Regions from separate parts of the Sus scrofa genome. Here region 2 is linked to region 1. The links are chromatin contacts, called in public HiChIP or PLAC-seq maps. All regions are on one chromosome and are shown on one strand. The core of a region is the stretch at or near the end of the contact, and the rest is flanking DNA. Distances in the headings are between cores, read along the strand shown.

Region 1 (7,139 bases), core at 1,433-3,932:
TGACAAGCTGCTCGTGCAAGGGAAACCCAGCAAAGCTCCTTGGCAGGTGTATTGACTTCTAGTTGTTTTCTAGGAGACTATTGAAAACCCCACCCTTGGCTTTGGAGAGCATTTTTCTTCTTCTTTTTTTTTGTCTTTTTTTTTTTTTGCCATTTCTTGTGTCGCTCCCACGGCATATGGAGGTTCCCAGGCTAGGGGTCCAATCGGAGCTGTAGCCACCAGCCTACTCCAGAACCACAGCAACACCAGATCCGAGCTGTGTCTGCAACCTGCATCACAGCTTGTGGCAATGCTGGATCCTTAACCCACTGAGCAAGGCCAGGGATCGAACCCGCAACCTTGTGGTTCCTAGTCGGATTCATCAACCACTGAGCCACGACGGGAACTCCTGGAGATCATTTTTCAAAAGTGAAGTCTTTATCCCTGGGCAAGAAAAAATTAGTTTAGGCAATTCACAAGACCTAAGTTTAAGGTAAAGCTTTAGCTTTAAAAAAGGGGGGGAGGGCAGCATTTCATTGCATCTGCTTTGCTGTTATTCATCTATTTATCTATGACTATCAGATGTTTATTCTGGGCTCTTCATGCAGACCTGTAAGTGCCTTGTTTAGATGACTTCACACTGACACTCTCTTGGTAGAAATGTTGCCTTGTTCTCATAATAAATTCCACCCGTTATCTTCCATACTTGCCACCATTTGCCCAGGAAACTTTTCTTCCTCGTGTGTACAGGGGAATGTTATTGTCTTTTTAAAAAATCAAAATCACTTTGGAGGCAGTTGTATATTGCATTTCTTTTTTCTTTTTTTTTTTTTCTTTTGAGGGCTCATCCGAGGCATGTGCAAGTTCCCACGCTTGGGGTCGAAACAGAGCTACAGCTGCCAGCCTATACCACAGTCACAGCAATGCCAGATCCAAGCCACCTCTGCAACCTATACCACAGCTCACAGCAATGCCAGATCCCTGACCCACGGAGCGAGATCAGGGATCTAACTGACATCCTCAAGGATACTAGTCAGGTTCGTTTTCACTGCGCCACAACAGAAACTCCCGTACATTGCATTTCTCATTCTTATCAGACAGTGGAAAGGAAAACATAGTTTCTAATCCTACTGTGAAAAAGTTTCAGCCAAGCATGGACATGAGAGATCTTAAAACGTTTTGCCGCATTAAAATGTGTAGCATATATACAGTGACCTGGAAAAGCAAATTACAGAATGGTAGATATAGAATAGTCACATTTATGAAAAAAAGATATAAACATGTATTATGTACCAAAGTTTTTGAAAGATAATACGCAATAATAATACATGAACAGTTGGGTTATTCTAGGAAGTATAAGATGGAAGACAAAGGATTTACTTTCCATTTTTTACCCTTTTGCATGATTTGAATTATTTTACCCCAAAGTAAATACTACTTTTATCATTGAAATTAATTAATCAACAGTGGAAAATGCATTAAGAGCTTCCCAGGGCATTCTGATCATCAGGCTTCAGTTTCAGGGACCATTGTACCAGGCAAATGAGATAAAAATGTCCATTAGCATAATTTCTCTATTAAAGGAATTACAGTTTCTCTCAATATGCAAGTTCTTCTAATTAGTCTGTAAGCTCCAGGCCTCAAAGCAATACTGACACCTGCTAGCACTTATGTACACAGAAAGTAATAAAGGAGAACTCAGGATGGAGGAATAAACAAGCAACTCATATTGAAATTCGGAGGTGGAAACATTTTAGCCCAAGGAGAAAAAAAGCCTTAAATCTGCTTTTACAGGGAAACTAAATTCCTATCCACCATCTCCTACCTCCCATATATAAACTATTTTGTCTCTCTTCCGTTAATGAAAAGACCCATAAATCAAGCTAAAATTTCTACTACCTTAGATCCTCCTGAAAAATGTGTCCGTGGTCAACATATTGAGTGTTATTATAAGTACTATAATCATTTATCATTTTGATAGGTCCTAATGAAATAGGCTGAGTCAACCCCAAAGAAAATATTCTTTACTTTTCTTCTTTTCTGTTATTTTAGTACAAACATCCCAGCAACAGCATATAGTGAGCTGTCGCAGGGGGCTTAGGTCTTTATTGGAGAAGGAGTATGGGCAGGGCAATGAGGAAGGCTCCCCCATTCTAGGAGGATAGTAACAGTCCTGCCTGCCCCACGGTAGGGAGTGCGGCAGGGTCTCTGGCCAGGCCATAGTCCACATGGGAAGACATAACAATCAGTCACAAAGTCATGGGAACGCCACACAAGCCTGGTTGTAGGGCCAGGCACTACAAAGAAGCCTAGGGCAGGTCCCCTGCACCAAAGAGAATATTCTTTAGAATTTCTCAATGGTTAAATTCCACTGCCACCAGTCAACGAGCAAGAATCTTATCCTTCTTGGATAAGACACTTTGAGACACTAGCTTCGAGACACTAGCTTTAACACATTTTTTTTCCCTTTATCCTCTTTGATAAGTCTTGCCCTAACACTCTGCCATTAGCCATTTAGAGAACAAAGCAACTTTACATATGTGTAGAAGAAATCTCAGGACAGAAGTACCTGCAGGTAGGAATTTAGAAAGATACAAATGATTCTCAACTCAAGCCCTTATAAAATTTAATAAACAGAAACCTCAATTAAAATAGAGCCAAGAGACCAGAAGAGGGAGCTCTCATGCCCTATCACTTAGTAGGGCCCAGCGGGAAGTACAAACACTTTCTCTTCTAGCCTGGAAAGAGCTCAGCCAATGAGCCACTGTCACATTTCAGGCAATGAAAAGACACTATACTTCCAACTCTCAATTCCTCCAATGGATTTCTTGTTTTATAGCACTCCCAATTTTCTTTTCCCCTCTTTAGAAGAATTCTTTTCTTGCTATAGACTTGTATATGGCTCGTCATGGCTGTGGGTCTGGATTGCAGCTCTTTGCTGATGCCTCCCCAACCCATTTTTGCTGGAGAAGTAATTGGCAGTCTGTTTATCTTAGGTCAACACTCTCCATCAGAACAACAGATGATACCAGTTCAACACTGAGATTCCCTGTGGCCATACCTAGAAATTTTGATTCAGTAAGTTGGGTATGGGCCCAGAAATCTGACTTTTAGCTAGTGCCCAAGTGATTTTGATGCTCCTCATATGGGAACCATTGGAGACAAGTTGGAGCCACCATATCTGTTCTACACAGCCTCCTCCTAGACATGAGACAAACTTAAATGTTTAAGCTACCAAATGGAGTTTTCTGTTACTTATGGAATTCAATAACATGTACATCTTAGCAAGCCAACATGACACCTTGCAATATAGTGATTTATAAAATATATATTTGATCATTCAGATGACCAAAATATATTTCTCATAAATATTTGGCCTTCTATGATTTCTTTATTATTATTATTTTTTGTCTTTTTGCCATTTATTGGGCCACTCCTGTGGCATACATATGGAGGTTCCCAGGCTAGGGGTCGAATCAGAGCTGTAGATGCCAGCCTACGCCAGAGCCACAGCAACTCAGCAACCTACACCACAGCTCAGGGCAAGGCCAGATCCTTAACCCACCCACTGAGCAAGGCCAGGGATCAAACCCGCAACCTCATGGTCCCTGGTCGGATTCATTAATCACGAGCCACAACGGGAACGCCTATGATTTCTCACTCACAGCTCCCAAAACCCTTGGAACTTCCTGAGAGCTGAAAGTGATAAAGATGTCTTTTGTTACATAAAAGAGGTGACTTTGGGGTTGCCAAGGGAGACTACCATGTAATTAGAGGTTGGGAATTTTCAGGCCTACCCTACCATCTCCAAGGGTGGGAGAGGGGCTTGAGGTTAAATCAATAACAAAAGACCAATGATTTAATCAACCATACCCTTGTAATGAAGCCTTCATAAAACCCCAAAGAATGGGGTTTGGAGAGCTTCCAGGGTGGAGGTGCTGGGGGAGGGGTATGCCTGGAAAGAGGTAACCTCCATGCATTCCTTGTCCCGTGCATCTCTTCTATCTGGCTGTTCCTGAATTATATCCTTTTGCAGTACGCCAGTGATCCAAAGGTAACATGCTTTTTCTGAGTTCTGTGAGTCTCTCTAGCAAAATAGTCAAACTTGAGGAGGTAGTCGTGGAAACCTCAGACTTAGAGGCAGGCAGTCAGAAGTATAGGTGATGACCTAGACTTGTGACTGACATCAGAAGGTGTAGGAGACTTGGGCAGCCTTGTAGAACTAAACCCTTAACCTGATCTGATGCTATCCTCAGGTAAATAGTGTTAAAACCAGCTGGAGTCTGGAGAATTCCTCATTGTGTATGGGAGACAACCACCCACACATTGGAAATTGAGTCTCAGAACCCAGTTTGCCCCTTCACCATCATTTAAGTGCCATGTCTGCTCATCATCAGTTTCTCTAAAAAATTTCCTTTTCATTTTTTCCACCTTCCTTGTTTCCAAATATTCTTCACATTTTCACACTTTTAACTTTCTCCCTAGTCCAAGTTTGTCCTGCCTTTTTGTCATTCATGTTTTTAAAACACGAATATGCCTAAATATAAAATGCCTACTTATAGATTATTATTAAACAAATTATAACATAGTCCACCATAAATTGAAAAGAAAGTTTATAGACATCTTCAAAATTATTAAGCTTTTAGCAGTCACTAATTTCTCAATTTATTCACTCATTAAGCAAATGCTCATTGCATATATATTATCTGCAGAGTGATGTGCTAAGCAGTGAAGGGTATTCTAAGAGAATAAAATCCACCTTCTCCCCTGGAATTAGAGGGTAAAAGAGATACAAGCCTGAAACAGTCATGTAATAATGCAAAGATAGCAAGTGATAAAAAAAAGGTTTTGCTAAAAAATTTATTATTGTTTAGAGAGAATGAATTAAAGACCTAAAGGTAAAACCAGAGACTATAAAACTCCAGGGGAAAACATAGGCAGAATACTCTTTGACACAAATTGCAGCAATATTTTTTTGAGTCTATCTCCTAGAGTAATGGAAATAAAAACAAAAATAAACAAATGGGGCTTAATTAAACTTTAAAGCTTTTGCACAGCAAAGGAAACTACAAACAAAACAAAAAGGCAGCCTATGGACTGGGAGAAATTATTTGTAAATGAAGCTACTGACAAGGGATCAATTTCCGAAATACGCAGACAGCTCGTAAAGCACAATATCTAAAATACAAGCAACCCAAACAAAAAATAGCAGAAGACCTAAATAGACGTTTCTCCGAAGAAGACATACAGATGGCCCACAAGCACATGAAACGATGCTCAGTATCACTATTATTAGAGAAATGCAAATCAAAACTACAACCAAGTATCACTACACACCAGTCCGAATAGCCATTATTAAAATGTCTAAAAATAGGAGTTCCTGTCCTGGCTCAGTGGAATCTGACTAGCATCCATGACGACTCAGGCCTCGCACAGTGGGTTAAGGATCCGGTGTTGCCCTGAGCTCTGATGTAGGCTGCAGACTTGGCTTGGGTCTGACGTTGCTGTCACCACGGCATAGGCCAGTGGCTACAGCTCTGATTTGACCCCTAGCATGGGAACCTCCATATGTCACAGGTGTGGCCCTCAAAAAGACAAAAGACAAAAAAAAACTATTATATACTTGAAAGTTGCTAAGAGTAGATCTTAAATGTAATCATCATCACACACAAAAGGTAATTTTGTGTGGTTATGGAAGTGTTAACTAACCTTAGCGTGTTCATCATTTTACAATATATTCATGTATCAAACGATCATATCTTATACCTTAAACTTACAATAATGTTACACAATGTTACATGCCAACTTACACAATGTTGCAGGTCAACTATATCTCAATAAAACTGGAGGAAACAAAAAGGAGAGGCAGGTTTTATTATTACTTACATCTATCCTAAAGAAGAAAACACAGACACAAAAGATTGTGAAACTTTCCAGGGCTGTACAAGTAATCCTCGCTAGGAATAAAAATATCTCTGTAATAAATCACTGGGTTTCTTGTAGAAAGGACTTGGGGCCTGATCCCTGATCTTTCTAGTCCCCAACTTGTGTAGTCTGGGATCTAGGGACATCTTTGTTGAGTTTTTACAGTGTGGTTTACATACAGTATATCACTCGTATCTTACAGAAACCCTCTGCGGGAGGCACCATTATTTCCCCCCTGTCAGAAAAGAGGAAGTAGAAACTTGCTTTAGAAACTTGCTCAAAATGACAAACCTGGGTGGAAGCAGAGCCACCATTTAGATTTCAATCAACCCTACTTCCATACTTCCAATCCATGCTTTTAACCTGGTACAGATCAGCCATGTCCAAAGCACAAAATGATTGTATTCTATTGTTTTTTTCTTTTAGAATTAGAGTATGTTTTCTCATAGAAAAATTTCTAAAGGGTGGCACTCCCAGAACAACCCACAGAGGCTTATTTATGCCTAAATGTTGTTCAAATTCTATCTATTGCAGGAAAAATTGCATGAACGATGTGTTTCAGTGATGGTAATGAAAGCAAATATAAAAGCAAATACAATGAACAAAGAAAGGTTTTTAAATCTTAAACATCTATATTGGGAACCCAAACATGACTAGAAAACATAAAGGAGGTAAGGAAAAAGTTTTGTTAAGAGTATAAAAATTTCTCCCAATCAATTTCACACACTTTAGAGGTATTACTGCTGGCTATTTGCTATGAATTTCCTATTCCTTGGTCCTGAGGCACCAGAAGCATTTATCATATGACCATCAAAAAAAAAGATAAAGTTTTTTCTTTTTTTCCAGTTTTGCACCCAGATAGAGAGGTGTTTGATATAAAAGAAAATCCATGATGTTTGGTACCAAACAGACAGGGATGAAAAATAAAATCTATGCCAAACACAGAAGCAATTAAGAAATTTCAGTCCCACTTCAGTAGGACTTAAATGAGTTTAAAGTAGAAGACATTAAATTTTGGGTTTTCTGGTCATTTTTCTGAACAAAATAGGGTATGAGATCTTGGGTATTATATGTAATACATAGTTTGAGTAATTGGACGGCTAAGTAAAAAGGTTGAAATTAAGAAAGGCTAAAATTTATTATGAGAAACCAAAAAATGAAATCTAAGTTAACAGACATTAGCATGCAAAAAAAACATCAACACTGATTCCAGGCTTGAAAGAAAGCAACTTATG
Region 2 (7,139 bases), core at 1,768-4,267, 130 kb after region 1:
TTAGAAATTAAGAATTACCTTTCAAAATAACCCACCGAGCAAAGTAGAAATCACAATTAAAGTTTTTAAATTTTGAAGCAAAGGACAGGAAAAATACAACACATCAAAAATTATGGGATACAGCAAAAAAAAAAAAAAGTTATGCTTTGAAGGGTGTGTAAACATTTAAATAAATAAATATATATATATATATATATATTAGAAAATCTAAATAAGTCACACAGATCCAAACACACATAACCAAATCAATATCAGTTTTAAAAAGAAAAATATATCCTATCCTTTACATTTTTTTCAAAACGTACCTTCTGTACACAGGATTAACAAAGATATGACCCCCCAAATACTCTGAGTAAGAAGATGCAACTACCTGTATAAAAACATTACATCTATTGGTGAGGTCTTCAGCAAATTTATCCATTCTCTGCTCTTTAGATAAAATAGATTCCATTTTCATCATCCATGAGCTCACAAAGACGTAGTAAGACTGTACATCTCTAACAAAGGAAAATATTGGAGTTACTCAGCATTGGAAAGAAAATTCACTTCCATGTCTTCATACTGGTTGGGATAAATATTTCCTTGCAGCAGCCATTACATCTTTCTGGTTTTCAAAATACACATGATCATATGTACATACACAATGTACTTATGCAACAAATATTTACTGAATATCTACACAGGCCAGGCATTGTTTCTTACTATCAAAACCAAAAATGAGCAGTAAACAAAAGAGACAAAAATCTTTGCCCCCTGCAGCTTACATTCCAGAAAGGAGAGTTGTATAATAAATCAACAGTTGAAATCTGTAAGATGTCAGATATGTGCTATGGAAAAAATACATCAGGGAAAAAAGAGAGTGACTCAGGTAGCAGGTACAATTTTAAACGCAGTGATCAAAGCAGGCTTATTGAAAAGGTGATTTTGAGCCAAGATATGAAGAAGTAAGTAATCCATGCAAAGATGTAATAGATGAGAATTTTAGGAAAGTAAGTAACAAATACAATCCTCCCAAAACAGCAAGAGTGTCTGGCATGTTCAAGTCAACAAAGAAGCCTGTATGACTGGAGCAGAGAGCAGGGATGAAAACAAAAAAGGAGACTAGAGAGTTACAGGGGTGGGAGGATTGGGAGAACAGGGAAAGTGGGGAGTGGACAGAGGTTAAGTGTAAGGCCTGGCAGGGAGTAAGGACTTCAATGGAAAGCCACTAGAAGATCTGGGCAGTGATCTACTCCTAACTCTGAAGAGGATCACTATCACTTCGGCTGATACGTTGGAAACAAACTATAAAGGGGATAATGGTAAAAGCAGGAAAACCATTTAGGAGCTCCTGTGATAATGCAAAAGAAAGGGGTAACAGCTTGAACAGGAATTGAAGAGTGGAATTGCTTAGAATCAATATAAAACCTAACATTTATTGAATGCTTACCATATGCCCAGCCACTGTTACAAGCACTTTACACAAATTAACTCACTTAATCCTTACATTAGCCTTATTGGGTAAGTATTATGATCTCCATTTTACAGAAGGGGAAACTGACAGAGAAGCTAAGTGATGTGCCCAAGATCATATAGCTAGAACTCAGCTGAGCCAGGATTTAAGCCCAAATCTAGAAAGCTTTTCCATGCTGGAAAGACTAAATCGATAATGTAATTCTACTATGCAGCTGATTATAAACACTAAATCACTCTAAAATGCATTTTAAATCACTCAAGATGAAGAACTTTTAGTCCACAGGCTGTTTAAACTGTATTTCTTTTATTTTAAAAATAAACTAAGTTTAATTTTACTTAATTAATTCAATGTGTTTTAAGGAGGTGAAACCTCAGCATCGGATCTGAGAAAAACGATCTCTGCTGAGCCAGGATTCCATTAGACAAAAGATACCAATATTTATACTTTTAATTTTGCCTCGAACGACCCTAAAAATGTACTGACTTGTGGATGGCTTGATTTAAAAGTCTGGAACACAGAGATAGAGGAGAATCGTAAGGCAATGCCTTTACTTTAAGGAAGAGGCTATGATCAGAACTCAAGCGGGGATACAATGCACAAAACATTGTGGGGAACAAAACATTCTGAGCAAGGACAGAAGGAAGAAGGCCAGATTGGAATAGCAATCAAACTGACGGCGATGAAGTCAGTCAAATTACGAAGAAGGACAATGTTGTTTGTGATGACCTTTTTTTTTCTTTTTATGGTCGCACCTGTGGGGATATGGAAATCCCCAGCTAGGGGGTCGGAGCTGCAGCTGCCACCTACACCACAACAGCCACAGCAACACAGGACCCAACCTGCGTCTGTAAGCCAGACTGCAGCCTGTGGCAACAATGGAACCATAACCACTGAGCAAGGCCAAGGATCAAACTCACATCCTCATGAACACTATGTCAGGTTCTTATCCCACTGAGCCACAACAGCAACTCCAAGGTTACTTTTCAATTTCTTAAACAGCTCCCCTCAAAGTTGTTTTTGAATAGTCTCGCCATTTTTTCAGCTGAAATAGTATCAAGCTTTCAAAAAATTAAGAGCCTCAGGGAAAGGCAGTCAAGAATCACTCAGTTTTAGATCAGACAATGCAGGATAAAGAAGAGGTTCATCTGTCACTGTGCCTGTCATTCCCACACCCAGACACCAGATAATCTTTGTCTCTTGTAAATATTTAAAAATGAAATTGCTTCAAGTTTTAAAAAACCAAGTTGACAAAGGAGTCAAAAAAGGGTCCTGTCACATTGTCAGCTTCATTTCAAAGTAAAAGGAGAAACCCCCCCCAAATAAACCCACATCTTCTGTACCAATATAAAGCGCTCAACCCTTCAGTTGCCAACAAAGATTCATACCTCTACCCTCTAAGGGTAGTATTCCCAGCATCAAAATGGCTGTGAATGAAAAGCAAAATGCAGCAACCCACAAGTCTTGACTCTGGTCAAGGCGATGGCTAGGGCAGTTGAGGTCTAATGCATAGTGTGGGGACAGGAAAACTATCCCCCACCACTTCCTCTTCCTACATAATGAACCCTGGAGCCTGACTGGGCCAGCTCTGAGTCACTCCCTCAACTTGTGCTAAACTGCCAAACAAAGCTCATGCTGACTGTACCTTCTCTTCTCTCCTGAGTTTCACTTTAGTGTTACGAATTTTAGGTTTCTTTGGTAGAATTACAAGGAGAATGAAAAAAGACACTACTCCCCTTAGGTCAGAGGAGCTCTATAGTGACTGTATATTTTTTAAAATCAAAAGTCAGAAACATTAAAATGTTGCCATACTGGCGAAAGGGGGGGAGGTCTTTGAAAGTCAGCTTATTCAATCTTCTACTTAGTAAGACTCACTTCCTACAGCACCTTGGACTGATGGTGATCTCTATTCTGCCTATGCAGCTCTCATGAAAGGGCACCTTCTCTCTCAGGGTGGCCTACACAACTCTGATGCAAAGACTGGAGTAGGATGGGCACAGGTTTGCATGCCCTCTCTGACACGTACCTAGCTGTGTGACCTGGAAAAGTTCATTTCTCCAAGCCTCATTTTCTTTATCTGAAAAGGGGATAAAAACAGTACTATAGAGAAGTGTTAAGAGCTTGTGCTCCAGAGCTAGACTGCCCAGCTCTGCCAAATATTAGTTGTTTTGATTTGAGCAAGTTTAATCTCTTATTTCAATTTTCTCATCTATAAATTGGACATACCAACAGTATATACCTCGAGATCTCCTAATGACTAAAAAAAGATGATACATATGAAGTTCCTGGAATAGTTATTGGTTTCTAGAAAGCCTAGGAGAAATATTAGTTGTGACTTTATTATTTTCCACATGAGAATAGGGTTTACTAAGACAACATATTTAAAGCCTTTAGCATGATGCCTGCTACATAGTTACAAACTTGATAATATTGGTAATTAATAATTTCTGTCACCTTCATCTTTTGGTTCTAGTTCAAACATTCTGGAGTCTGTTCCCTCTTCAGCACGAATGCCCTTCAAATATTTAAAGAAATCTAACACACCATTCTTCAAATTTCTCTTTTAAAGGCCAAACTACACAGAGACTTTTCAATGAGTGTTCAAAGGTCACGGTTCTCAAATCTAACTGATAAGCTTCATCTAGAGATGCTGCAGTTTGCAGCCCTCTTAAAATGTGGCACTATTGGACACTAATTATAATCTGACCAGTAAGAATTCAATGCAACTACCAACTCTCCTAGGCTAGGTATTGTAACTACTAGTTATTAATGTAGTCTACATTTATACTGACATTTTTTAGCAACTATATCACACTGTTAAAGAATATTAAGTCTCTGATAACTACAATATCCCCATCTTTTTAAAATTACTATTAAACCTGATTTCTATCCATCTTACTAAATTCACCTCTTTAATCTAAGTCCAAACTTGGGTCTTCAACCCTCCTCAATTTTTAGAATGTACCGGAAAGCCCTGAAATCCCTACCATGAGCAATCCTGCCTGAACTGAACTGTCATTTTCCACTGACTTTAATCATAGGCCTTGGGAGTACTAAGAGATGCTTTAGGGGATCTCCTCTATTCCAGACATACTCCTCCTTTCCCCACTGTACAGGAGTCACCCAACTTCCCTTCAATAGTCAAGATGAACAGAAAGGGATAAGTATCCCTATTACCCTTTCACCACATTACAGATATAATCTGTGTCCAACACTGGGCCAGCGGCAGAGTCCTATGTTGCTTCGCTGAAAATCATCACCCAGGACAACATGTGATTTTAGCAGTATACTCAAGTGAAAATGTACAATAAATTCAACTGTTTAGGCTAGATGAGAACACGGGGGCTCATACTATTTTCTCTATTTTGGGCATATCTGAAATTTTATATAGTAAGAGAAACTAAAAATAAGTATTTATTCTAAAAAAATATGTGTATGTGTATATTTGCCTACATCTTTGAGTTTAAATCTAAAATATTTAAAACAAAAAAAACACTTCAAGAATATAAATCTCTTAGAGACTGCCCAATCAGTTTGCTGGTAATGAGTAATTATGTTTGATCTTATAATTCAAATGCTTTATATTTAAAACCAGAATAAGATTTGAAAATATAAAACATCTAAATATTTTCACCATGAGTATTTTAAAAACCTACTTGGTAAGAGATTGAGCTTTCTGCTGTAGGAAAGTATCTCTGTATGCTTTAATGGCTTGAAGACTTTTTTTGTCTAACATTTTGGCAGCTGCTGGTATTTTCTGGATCAAGAAATTATCAGGAAACCAAATAATATTAGCGGTTAGAGTGATGGCTGGTACCTGAAATTGGAAATGTTAAGAGGAGAGAAATCATTAAGCACAAGATAAGCAATAAATTGTTTAATAGTTCTACAATATACAATGGAAGGCAATTTATTCTTGAAAAGTAACAATAAAAAGATCCCTTAGGAGTTCCTGTTGTGGCTCAGTGGGAAAGAAACTGACTAGCATCCATGAGGACGCAGGTTCAATCCCTGGCCTTACTCAGTGGGTTAAGGATCTGGCGTTGCCAGGAGCTGTGGTGTAGGTCACAGACGTGGTTTGGATCTGGTGTTGCTGTGGCAGTGGCGTAGGCCAGCAGCTACAGCTCCAATTAGACCCGCAGCCTGGGAACCTCCATATGCTGCAGGTATGGCCCTAAAAAGACCAAAAAAAAAATTCCTTAATATGAGACAAATTACATTACTATGGCACAGAGTTAAAGCATTCCTATATCTGGTGTGGTGCATGACAATAATTTTATTCTGCCTAAATATTAAACAACACACACACGTACATGTGCTCACAGATTTTCAGATGAATATGCAAAAAATTAAATAAAACTTGAATCCTCATGACCTTTACTTTCACAATACATATCTCAAAAAAGAAAATATAAATATCCAAAATGGCTGTGTACTCATGGTCATTTATCACATGATTCTATACATAAATTAAATTTTTAGTTTTGAAATCAGGTGCCACATCATGCAAACAGTAAAGATATGGAAAAAAAAACATTTCAATAATGAGAATGAGAGATAAGAAGAGGGAGAGAAGAAAAGAGAAAGTAGTAGTTAACAGTAATAGAAAGTTAATGTATAGGAAAAGATCTAGAAAAGCACTTATTATGTATTTATCCCCATACAAATACTATTATGTGTATGTATTTATTGCTTGGATTGCTATTTTTTTTTTGGCCGCACCCACAGCCTGCACAAGTTCTAGGGTCAGAGATCAAACCTGCACCTCAGCAGTGACAATGCCAGATCCTTAACCCACTGTGCCACCAAGGAACTCCAAGTATTATGTATTTATATAATATGAAATTTTGGGGTATTGTCATTTACTGTGTTACTCACTTCTGGGAATGCTTAGATTTTAAAAATAAATATGACATTATTTCTGTAATTATTACAAAATATTATTACACAAATTATTATTTTTATAAGCAGGAGTAAAATACATTTTACAATATCTAATTTTGGAGTTCTCTTCTGGCTCAGCAGGTTAAGGATCCAGCACTGTCACTGCAGCCACTCAGGTTGCAGCTATAGCATGGGTTCAATCCCTGGCCCTAGAACTTCTGCATGCTGTAGGTGTGGCTAATAAATAAATAATCCAGTTTTACCCAAAATATTTTCTATCTACTTAAATTGAAAAAATAAAAGTTCCAAGTTCTTACCTTCTTACAGATGTCCAATAAAGACTTATAAAACTTTTTATCAACAGTTCGAAAAATCTGAAAGTGCAGTACAAAGAGTCCACAAATTCCAACATACTTGCCCTCTGGTCAATTTCAGAAGGTTCCCCTTATAAAACAGTAACAGGAGAACAAAACAGAATATACTTAAAATTCTGCTTTAAAGGAAATGAAAACTTGATAAACAACAACCAAAAAATGCATTTTACATACCAAGTTTAGCTTCTACATTTGCAAAAATTGAGCGAATACTATGTGCAAATTCTTCAGCAAAAGTGCTATTTTTTGACACAGATATTCCTCCATTGAGAGAATCAAACTGCTGTTCTATACAGGCCTGGACAAAAAACATTTAGAGAAATTTAAACTCTCATAAGCTATTTTGACTTGATATGCTATTAAGCAGATTTAAATCTAGAGTGATAAACTCCTTCATTTACCATTTTAATTTTTAACTTTAACAGCCT

What was found. HiChIP or PLAC-seq counts read pairs in DNA pulled down with a chosen protein or histone mark.
Region 2: a contact with region 1 is called in an H3K27ac HiChIP or PLAC-seq map of alveolar macrophages. The contact joins two enhancer-like sites. A contact is called at or near these places in 1 of 47 Hi-C or Micro-C datasets (epiblast stem cells) and 1 of 2 datasets of contacts at active chromatin or transcription factors (alveolar macrophages).

What each region holds. Positions count from the first base shown.
Region 1 is chr5:79,323,344-79,330,482 of Sscrofa11.1, forward strand. No RefSeq gene overlaps it. Among named protein-coding and RNA genes, the nearest start is that of KANSL2, 21 kb to the left of the region's middle. Within about 2 kb of position 2,683, at least 1 of the 83 cell types and tissues checked has an H3K27ac peak or open chromatin away from gene starts, as enhancers often do. A contact at or near this core is called in alveolar macrophages, where this site is marked.
Region 2 is chr5:79,452,109-79,459,247 of Sscrofa11.1, forward strand. WASHC4 (WASH complex subunit 4) reads right to left here. Exons shown (of 34, transcript XM_021092625.1): 11 at 6,886-7,009; 12 at 6,758-6,781; 13 at 6,655-6,755; 14 at 5,110-5,270; 15 at 371-497. Among named protein-coding and RNA genes, the nearest start is that of WASHC4, 19 kb to the right of the region's middle. Within about 2 kb of position 3,018, at least 6 of the 83 cell types and tissues checked have an H3K27ac peak or open chromatin away from gene starts, as enhancers often do. A contact at or near this core is called in alveolar macrophages, where this site is marked.